2 separate regions of the Gasterosteus aculeatus genome follow, and region 2 is linked to region 1. The links are chromatin contacts, called in public Hi-C maps. All regions are on one chromosome and are shown on one strand. The core of a region is the stretch at or near the end of the contact, and the rest is flanking DNA. Distances in the headings are between cores, read along the strand shown.

Evidence for each region. Hi-C and Micro-C count contacts between places; a contact is called where the count stands out from the background.
Region 2: a Hi-C map of liver shows a contact between it and region 1, with 4 times the contacts expected there. The contact joins the enhancer-like site here to the promoter of aktip in region 1. A contact is called at or near these places in 6 of 6 Hi-C or Micro-C datasets (blood and trunk muscle, liver, skeletal muscle and 2 more).

The regions. Positions count from the first base shown.
Region 1 is chr12:18,996,569-19,001,700 of fGasAcu3.hap1.1, reverse strand. aktip (akt interacting protein) reads right to left here and starts at 1,774. Exons shown (of 11, transcript XM_040165052.2): 1 at 1,441-1,774; 2 at 980-1,058; 3 at 569-693. The coding sequence starts at 616.
Region 2 is chr12:19,038,976-19,043,776 of fGasAcu3.hap1.1, reverse strand. chd9 (chromodomain helicase DNA binding protein 9) reads right to left here. Exons shown (of 39, transcript XM_078085550.1): 8 at 4,381-4,498; 9 at 4,036-4,122; 10 at 3,642-3,779; 11 at 2,886-3,007; 12 at 1,521-1,764. Among protein-coding and RNA genes, the nearest start is that of LOC144385351, 16 kb to the right of the region's middle. Within about 2 kb of position 3,231, at least 2 of the 9 cell types and tissues checked have open chromatin away from gene starts, as enhancers often do. A contact at or near this core is called in liver, where this site is marked.

The DNA.
Region 1 (5,132 bases), core at 525-3,024:
AGTTGAGGGTGCAGAGTACCAACACATCATCTTTATAAGTGCTGAGAGCTGTTGACACTGATGCATGTAGGGAACTCTGCTCAGTGGCAGAGCAAGGTCAACGGATTGGGGATTCGATTTCCCGCTGGTCCATGTCAACGTGTCCTTGGGGGCATTTAAAACCCAGAGTTGCTCTGGCAAACTGTGCCAGTGTAGAAATGGATGTTAATGGTTAGTAAGATACCTGATGCGCAGGCACCACCTCGTCATAAGATGACATGATGCGGGGAAAGAGCTTTGAGCACAAGGAAAGTGTCGTACAAGTGCAGCCCATTTACCATATAGTGTTAATTACTTGGGAGAAAAAGTCAGGTACCGTTTAATCTCCAAGTTGATCACAGATGTATGAAATTTATTGATGATGCAAAAGGAACTTTGAAGGATCTTCTGAAAACTTTAGCAAGCGTATGATCCATAAAGATAAATCCATATTAAATTGTTTAAGAATGGTGCACCCTTGCAAAACTACCATGTCAAGCTCATCATATGAACACTAAACAATATTATAGTACAATGTTTTGAACTTTACCTTACGACTTGAATTGGAAGACATGCTCCAGAAGGGGTTTAAGTTCATTACTCATCCAGAGGTTCAGAATGGTGTCCCTCTTTCTATGTAGATCCCACGACAAGAGCTGTACTGGCCATCCAAAACTGTAATGACAAAAGAAAGAAAAGACGCTTGACACAAGTGACTGTAGCTTCCGTTCAAAAGAACACAGGTCAAGTATTCAAGTATACAGTCAAGTATTTCATACGGATCTCGTGTCATCTAGCAGGTTAACACTATGGCAATACTTCATTGCAATTTCATAGTCGTTATCAATCTGTCTTATCAATAAGTGCAGATGGAAAAACAAAATGAGAAACGTTGACAATCGCTATAATGACAGGGGATGTGAGGGATTGTTTGGGATAGCTTAGCTCTGTGCTAACTTACGTTAGCTGTTTTCATGAAGGAAGCGAAGAGTTTGATTGCCATCGACGTTTGGAAAGTCAGTTGTGTAGCAAGTTGATCGCTGTAGTTTGTCGTCGGGTGGCAACACCAGAGAACAGTGTTTGAATTTCAATAAAATCTGCTATTAATATCGTGGCATTCCTGACAGGATATCGAGTTTTGTACCATTCGTCATAACGGTGCTAACGTTGCGTTAGCAAACAGTATAGACTTAACAGAACGTTAGCTTGCAGCTTAAACTCTAACCACATTCTCCCTCAAAGCCTAAAAGCAGGATGTGCACACACAGACGTTGTCACACCTGTTTTCCTTAACTAAGGTTAACAATGTATTAGTTATAGCATTAGCTTGCAATGCTACTTTTAGCGTTGCCAACACATTGTCTAACGTTATACCTTTAAGTTAAACTGTTGCGAAAGAAAAAACTATGCGATGAAACTCACCGTATTTGTCAGAGAGCTTTACAATGAGCTTTTAAGAGCGATATTAACGTGTGTCCTAGCGTATGTATCGCTGAACTGCTCAGCTGTTCGTCAGTCCTTTAAGTGTCATACCGGCTAACTAGCTAACATTGGCTAGCTAAATAATTTGACAGACAGAGAAACCAGAGTTCAATCTAACAACTGAGGGGGCGTTTCGGCGTATGGCTTCGGATTTGTATTGGTCTACAGGATAAACTTCTCACATTTCATTTGCTGGTTTCCTCGTCACGTGAGTAGGGAAAGTAGTTCGTGGAACAATGGCTTGCTGTCAATCAAACCGTGAGTACAGTTGCTGTGTTTTTCTTTTGTGGAACAAGAAAGAAAGGAAGATACGGTGATTTATTGCACAATGAAAAGGCGTTTTTAACAGAAGACATTTTTCTTATCTGACAAACCACAGGATAACCTAATTCGAGGGACTTTTAATTTAGCTATATTAAATTAAATGGAATAGTTGTAGATGATTGCTCGGGATGTCTTATATAATAATGAATATAATGTCTACTAGCGGTATCTGCACTGCTGCTCGTTGACTAGGTTAATCAAGTTGCAATGAAAAAAGTGTTATTGTTGTATTGTTATTGAAGTCTGTCGTGTCCGTTAATAGTTAATTCATTTCCCCAAAATGGTATTGACCCATTTTCTTTGCGAAAATCAACATGGCTGTTTACTCCAGGGTGGTTCATTTTAGAAATATTTCATATTTTGCTAAATTAATTGGCTAAATTCGAGGTTGAATAAACATTGTTAATAGAGCTACTGTTAAATATTTGAATGTAACGTTAGAGTCCAAAATAATACATCTATTTTCTGCTTATCCTCTTCAGGTGCCATTATTAAATGTTATTGGAGTTTTTTAACACTGAATATCAAGTGCATTTTTCTTTTTTCATAACACTTTTCCTCCGGATCATAATATCAATGTTTTTTTTTTGTGTGTCTTTTTAAACGACATTATCTGTTCAGTGTCCCCTAGAAAAAACGCTGCAGGCCCTCTGATGAATAATAAAATAATAAACACTTTTCTATTGCCTTAATTTCAATGTTTCAGTGCACCTCACAGCCATAGTCCCTTGAGGATAAGACTCAAGCCATCTGCGTCACATATTTCTTTAGTATCGACCATGCTTCATTGGCAGTTCATTCTGCTGATTGATTGATTTCCTAACAATTACCCCTAATTATTTTTCTGGGTAAGAAAAAAAAAACTAATTTAATGCATGGGTGATTACATTAATTGGGAGAAATGACATTGTCCAAGTTTCAGAGTAAATACAAATTATTGACTCCATTATTGTTATCTGATTGTGTATTGTTCCAAGTACACTTCACTGACAAAGGTAATTAGTGTCCTGCTGCTTCATTGGGGCAGCCGGCAACGCAAGGTCACCATCACTCTTTTGACATGTACAAATCAAAGATCACCTCAAAACAAATAAGTTTATGCCTGGTTTGCCTCCATCGACATTGAGATAAACTGTCTGACACAAACAAGGGGGCAAATATTCACACCATTGGTTTTGTAATGAGTTTTTTTGTCTTTGCCATTGATTCTTTATCTAATCAACTATTGTGACCTTGTTTGGTCAAACAAATACTCTAATGAATGTAATTAAAATGGGGAGATTGGATTAACTAATTGAATATGTGACCGTTATGAAACCCGTTGGAGCTGTGTTTCCTTAATACTGGAAATATTTCAGCATCTGCTATTTGGTGGGAGGTCAATTATTATACCCTTCTCGGGCATTAAGCTTTATTTTGATTAGAATATATATATAAAGCAGTAAAGGCTATATACAAAATATCAAGTTGACAGGGGCCACGGTGATGATGAGCTACAGTACTGCATGTGAATAGTATCATATCAGCATCAGATCCCTTTTTATATTTGCAATGTAGATCAATGATGTAATGGTATATTTTATTATCTGATTTTTCCTGTCTGAAAGATTTATATATATTGTTTTTTTTCCATCTGCGTGCCGTCAGCTGAAATTCAAATTTAACATGAAATATGTTCCCTGCTGTAGGTCCATTTCTTCAGAGACTTTTAGGCCGATGGACTCAAGTCTACAATTGCGTTTAAATGACAGTTAAAAATTACAATTGGCAGTCCCTGGTGAAGCCTGTCTTCACAGCATAGACATAAAAAAGTGAGAAAAGATGATTCCACATCCAGATAATATGTAATAACAATGTTAGTTTGAATAAAGAAAGCCAAATCTAGATTCAAATGTAATATTCATTTTAGAAATATGAACAACTGGGGAGTAAAGAATACAAAAGAAAAAACATCAGCCAAATCCTTCATATAGCAATAGTCTTTCCTTGTCCCCGAGGCTATGGCCTGCTAAAACCTCAATGCAGCAATTATTTGCTGTAATGACTGCAGTTCAAATAAGCCTGGAGATTTTATTAAACCAAATGAGAGAATCATCGGTGTATTATCACCTTGTGATTGACAGTGACAAGTGTTTGGGAAGCTCGGATATGAGCATGATGAAGAAGCTCTTGGCAAAGCTCTCAATAATGTTACCCCTGATAAAGTTTCCTGGAAAACCTCAGCCAACAAATGGAGGACGAAAGCTCCACGCATATTAATTCCAATTGTCAAATCCCTCCACTGGGGGAGAGGGGCAATCTGGCGGGGCCGACCCTCCATTCACTGAGTGGCATTTTACACAACTAATGAAAAAGAAATCCATTGTGCTGATCACATGCATAGATTTCACTCTACAATAATGAGGAAATAGAAATATTCATAATAAAAGTAAAGGTCACTTGCTGCTGCAGCTAAGCTTCCTAAGCTGCAATCTTTGCAAAAGCAGTTGTCAGGTTACGGCGATAAAATAGGAAAAAAGGTCGGGACGCCACGTTTCAACCCCGCACCGAGCCAAGAGGTGAGACTCCGCAGCCAGGCCCTGCCACGACATACTGTAGCTCCTTGATCATGTTTTTATGTATCCCCTACACATGTCTGTCCCTACGATGGATCTAACCGGGCCGGTCTCCTCCAGTGTCCAATAGGGAGGTTAAAGGTCAGTCAAAAAGCTGTGATGTACATAGATCCCTTTGTGACGTGCACGGCATAGAGCTAGTGTCTACATTCTTCGGGGATTTGTCTAGTCTAGTTAATAAAATACATGGAGAGATGTACATCCGCCTGCCCTCTCTCTCGCACACCCATCCTGCCCATCTCTGTATATAGGTCACCTGGGCTTCTTCAGGCATATGAGCAGCGGAGCACAGACGCATATCTCACCTCCGAAACGAAATGCACAGCATTTCTTATTATTGCCCGCTGCGACTTCCGCGCTGAGCCCCGTCCTCATATGCATCATACGTTGGCATTTATTAGTGCCATGCACTAAGTACAGGCCATGTTATTGAATTTGAATATCAGCTTCTAGCCACATTCGCAGGTCCTGGAAATATATTAAGATGAAGCAATCTCATTTAATAACACCCAAACTAATAAAAGGAGAGCAGATTGGAAATTAAATTTATGAATATTGCTTGGCAGCAGGAGTTATCAAAAAAAAAACCCGGCTTGATCTGTCAGATATTTCTTTAGCTGCAATTTCCGACTACTTCCTTTCGAGTGGCGTGTTGAGGCAGCTGATATGTTTCGGCCTTTTTTCGTTTGGTCA
Region 2 (4,801 bases), core at 1,982-4,481, 41 kb before region 1:
GCAGTGTAAAACAAAGCTCAAACAAAGGCTGTCTGTGTGTAGTCTAGCAGTTTAGCTTTGTTAGCCACGCATCTTAAAATCTGCCAGATTCTCGGTAAACGGAGCTGCTGGCGCTTTGCACATTCTCCTGTTGTGGACACCTGCGAGCGAGTGTTTACGCGCTCCCTTTATTCGATTCTTTTTTTCTGCCTGGGGAGGCTTTTCTTTACCCCGCCTCTCCATTTGTACCCATCGCCTTGACAACAGTCCTCGAGGGAGACGGAGTTATCCGATAACCCCCCTCCCACAGCCGGCACACTGCTGTACGGGAGCCTCTCTCTCGCTCTGATATGCCTGAGCAGCGCTGACAGAGAGCCCCCCTCGGGGGCTGCTGTGACATCACAGTGCTGCCTCGGAGACAGCCTGGTGGCGGCTCTCGCTCGCCTTAATTCCTCCTACGGCTCGTCTGAACACTAAGAGCTTCTAACTGCCTGTTGTGACACATCACATGGCCTGCCAACCACAGAAAGCCTCTTCCCAAGGCTCACTAACTACCCAGCAGCCCACTTACTGTTGGGCACGTGCCCGCTTCTATGAATCCTCTTATATGCTGCGTTAGTACCATGAACCACTCGTTCACTCTATGGCTTTCATAAAATGATGTCAAATCTCTGCCGCTATTCAAGTGTACGGATGGGAGACTTGCAGTATTTTGACACGACCTAATGGGAGAATCAACAATGACACGGAAAAGACATTTACTGTCGTTCCTTGCAGCCTGCTTTCCTCTTTCCTTTCCTTTTTTGTGTGCATCTAGGCATCCGTGTTGAACATGGCAATCACGTTCTGCCTGGCTTTTTAATATACAGCTCCTGTCGTTGTATTCAGGGCAGGCATCTTGTTTTCAAACATATTATTCGATTACTCCCAGGACCTCATGTTGATGACACAGTGCTGCTGTTCTCCAAAAAGCAGCACAGCGATTATTTTAATCAAAGTAAATTGCTGCTTTCCAGGCTGAAGGTAAACACAGCGAGGCTGCTTTCTGCTCATCCGTTTTTTGAAAAGGGGGACCATCAGGTATGTCCGCATGAACCAAAAAGCCCTTCAATCCTCACAATTCCAATTGTGTCAGGTATGTGAGGGCCGGCTGAATGCCAGGCTTGGTATCTCCAACGGATTCCTGCCCTGCTCCTCATCGCTTCTCTCAGCCCAAAACAATTACTGTGGTGACAAAACACACAGACTAGATGACCGAAAGCATTCACCTTTGTTAAGACAACAATAGCTCGCACTACTGCTATAAATCTAAAATGTAGGTAATGTGTACAAGACGTTGGTATTTAACCAGAGATTTATGTTTTTATTAGTGCCCTTTGTAGGGTCTTCGAGCAAGGCTTCAGATTTTCAATCTTTTTCAAACACCCACTTGAAATTAATATAATGAATGAGAATGGTATGATATAGAAAAAGAAAAAAAAAGTAAAAAATTGTACTAATACTAGTAATAAAAAAAGGCAAAAGAATCCGAGCATATATACCTGTGCATCCCTGAAATACATCTCGTACTGTTGGAGCATCTGCCTGCTGACCATGCTCCCGTGGTAGACGATGACGTTGACATAGGTCCAAGTACGGAACTCGCGCTCCCAGTTGGCAATGGTGGAGAGCGGGGCAATGATGAGGAATGGCCCTTTGATGCCCACGCGAAGGATCTCCTCCAGGAATGTGATGGACTGGATGGTCTTTCCGAGGCCCATCTCGTCGGCCAGGATGCAGTTCCGTCTGACAGGTGGAAATAACAAGGGGTTGGTAAAGAAAAAGTAGGAAAAAGAGGACAGCAGAGGAAAGAGTGTAACAAAAGGTTATGAACCCTTTGCAAACCAAGGACACCTTTGTGAAAACTCTATTATGTTCACCGGTGTGGACTTCTTACAGCATGTGTGGGGATTATTTTAAGTCAGACTATGAATCTGAATTAGATGTTATTTCTCCAGTGTTTTCATTTCTTTAAATCTTCCAAAGAAAACAAAATAAATATGAAGTGGGGTAAAAAAAAAAAAAAAAAAAGTAAAAAAGGAAGGTGGCGAAGACAAGGAAAATTCAAAAATCCCAAGATACTAAAAATCTAAAAAGAAACAATGGAGGAGAAAACGACATCATCAGCACTAATTACAGACCTGGAGAGACGAGAAACAAAATAATGGCAAATGCAACTGCCTCTGCTGCGTGGTGTAAAACCATTTATTCAGCTGTCCAGTGGGTGGGGGTATTATGTCTTGATGCTAATTGCAACGTGCATATATTCCCACTGGCCTCTTAAGAAGCTCTCTTCTCTACTGATGAATCTCTCTGCGTAGGCATACAGTCCTGCATGCTCACACATGAAGCCAATTCCCAGGATTAATGCAGGCACACACACACACACACTTCACACTCCAGATGCAATGTGCAGCACTTCTTTTGCAGTTGTGTGCGAAGAAAAGCAACTGCTGTTGCAGCAGGAAATCTGACGCTCCTTCCAGGACCGACCAATGAATGTGAATACAGCCAAGTCACACCATGGCCAACAAACAGGAGAGGGATTATTCAGCATCCAGTCAGAAGCAGGTAATTGCCAAAAGTGAATTTGCCTTTTTACAACTTGTTAACAACTATGTCGGATACAGCTTGATTGAGCACTAATTGAGTAGTTGCATTAAGTCCATTGATTCCACAATGTAAAACCTATTTTAAAAATATGTTGTTCACTTTGAGTCATTCAACATTTGCACAATAAATAAATGGATGACAAATTACGTCAGAAATATGGTTTTCCTTCTCTCTGCAAAGTTGTTCCCTTTAATTCCAATAAATTCCTTGCAGCACTAACAGCCTGTCGGTGTGTGCAAGTACGTGAAACGGACCTGTTGTACCAGTTGAAGAGGAGCCAGTTGACCCCTTCTAGCTGGTAGTCCCTGAGGCTGTTGCCGTTCCTGTATTCCCTCGACTGTTCCCTCTTCTTCCACAGATTGGCCGGGGGCCGCTCCTGTGTGACAGGTTTTGAATGAAGAGTACAAAATCAGCATTTAAAAAAAACCAACGATTCAACATTTACCATTTAGATGTCCAATGATCGCAACGGCAGTCGAGGGGGAATCTGAGGGTCAGTGGGAGAGGTGAAGCCACAGAGCGAGTGCTGATGTTTCCTAAAGGTCAGGTGGTTCCACTGTATGTGCGTGGCCGCGAGGTACGCATCTGTATCAATACTGGTAAACAGTGTGACCTTTTCTAGTCCACAGTAAATATAACCAGAATAACGATCCTGAAGGGACTGTTGAATCAGAGCTCGTCCATTACAAATCACAAGACTAGAAATCTACTGTTCACAGCTAAAAACATTGTTTTTCCTCTTTGAGTCTTAGCTCTAATCTTAAATCATGAATGTCTTCTGAGACAAATGTGATATTTTTAATTTTACAGCTGAAACATCATTCACTGCTGTTGGAAGTTACTGGCAGCAGGTGTTTTGTGAAGTACTCATTCTGTGTGAGTGTTTTCAGCACTCATCTTCTTACCACTTCAAAATACCACCAACAAAATAAAAAGAAGAAGCATCGCAGCGGTGGTTAGTAAGTAAGAAACGCGGTGATGACTGAGGAACGCCGGTGGCCGGAGCTTACCGTCCTGCGCAAGTCTGGCTTCACTGCCTGCAGCTGCTCAAACTCCTCGATCTTGCTCTGCTCGACGTCGTCCCTCAGCTCCCAGGTGCTGTCCTCATAAGGCAAAGAGCACCACTTCACCAGGTAGTAAACCACCTCCTGCAGAAGCCAGGGGAGAATTTAGCGTTGCAAAAGAGTAGAGCGAGGCCAAGCTCTGCTTTTACAATATTAACAAAGGCTGCGAGGAAGCCCGCCAGGATGGCCTCGGGCCCTTCTGACATACAAAGGCATCGCTGGAGTGGAAAATATAATGAAAGAAAAAAAAAAAAAACGGCATAGTAAAGCAGGTGCGGCCACGTAGACACAGATAAAACACACGCGTGCCACTCATGGACAGCAAGGGAATATACTTTACCTCTCCTGTGTCTTTGTCCTCACAATACGACACCTCCAGCACTCTGTCTACCTCCACATAGTCCGGGTTAAAGGGGTCCTCCTCCATCTGAGAGGGACACAAAGAAAGACAGGAGCGGGGAAAAAAAGGGAGAGAATGAACCTAAAAGCCCACTCGCCATCTGGAATTCGAGACTACTATTGCTACTGTGAGCGAGCAGAGATTCAAATATTTGCTCACAGATGTGTCTGCCCACGTAGACAAAACACAGACAGTAAATTAAACACCGCTAAAATACATTTGTTCACGTAATAAAGACGGTGCAAACTACACAAGACGTGCACGGGGAAAAAAACGCAGCCTCACATCTGCGAAGAAGAGCGCCCTCTGCGCTTGTTTCAACTTGAAACGTTTGATCTTCTGCTGAATCCTCTTGTCCTTCACCAACTGCTGCTCGGTGGCCCACTCGCAGTGTAGGTAGGAGCTGATAGCCACACACACACACACACAGACTAAGGTGAGAAACCCTGAAAAACACGTTCTCAAAAGCATCTGGTGAATCCGCCGAGGGCCGCAGGTGTGATCACAGACTGCAGATGTGGTCATAGAGAATCTTCTCCTCTATTAAATCTGGTGCAGCTTGTGCAACAGTCTGTCAAATTCTTTTCATCATTTGGATGAAAACCTAGTGAATGCTGTATTGGTGGATGACAGATCATTAGATTTCTACTATTTCGGAATACACGGCTCAGATCATTATTCATAACAAACGTTTGTAATTCAAAAC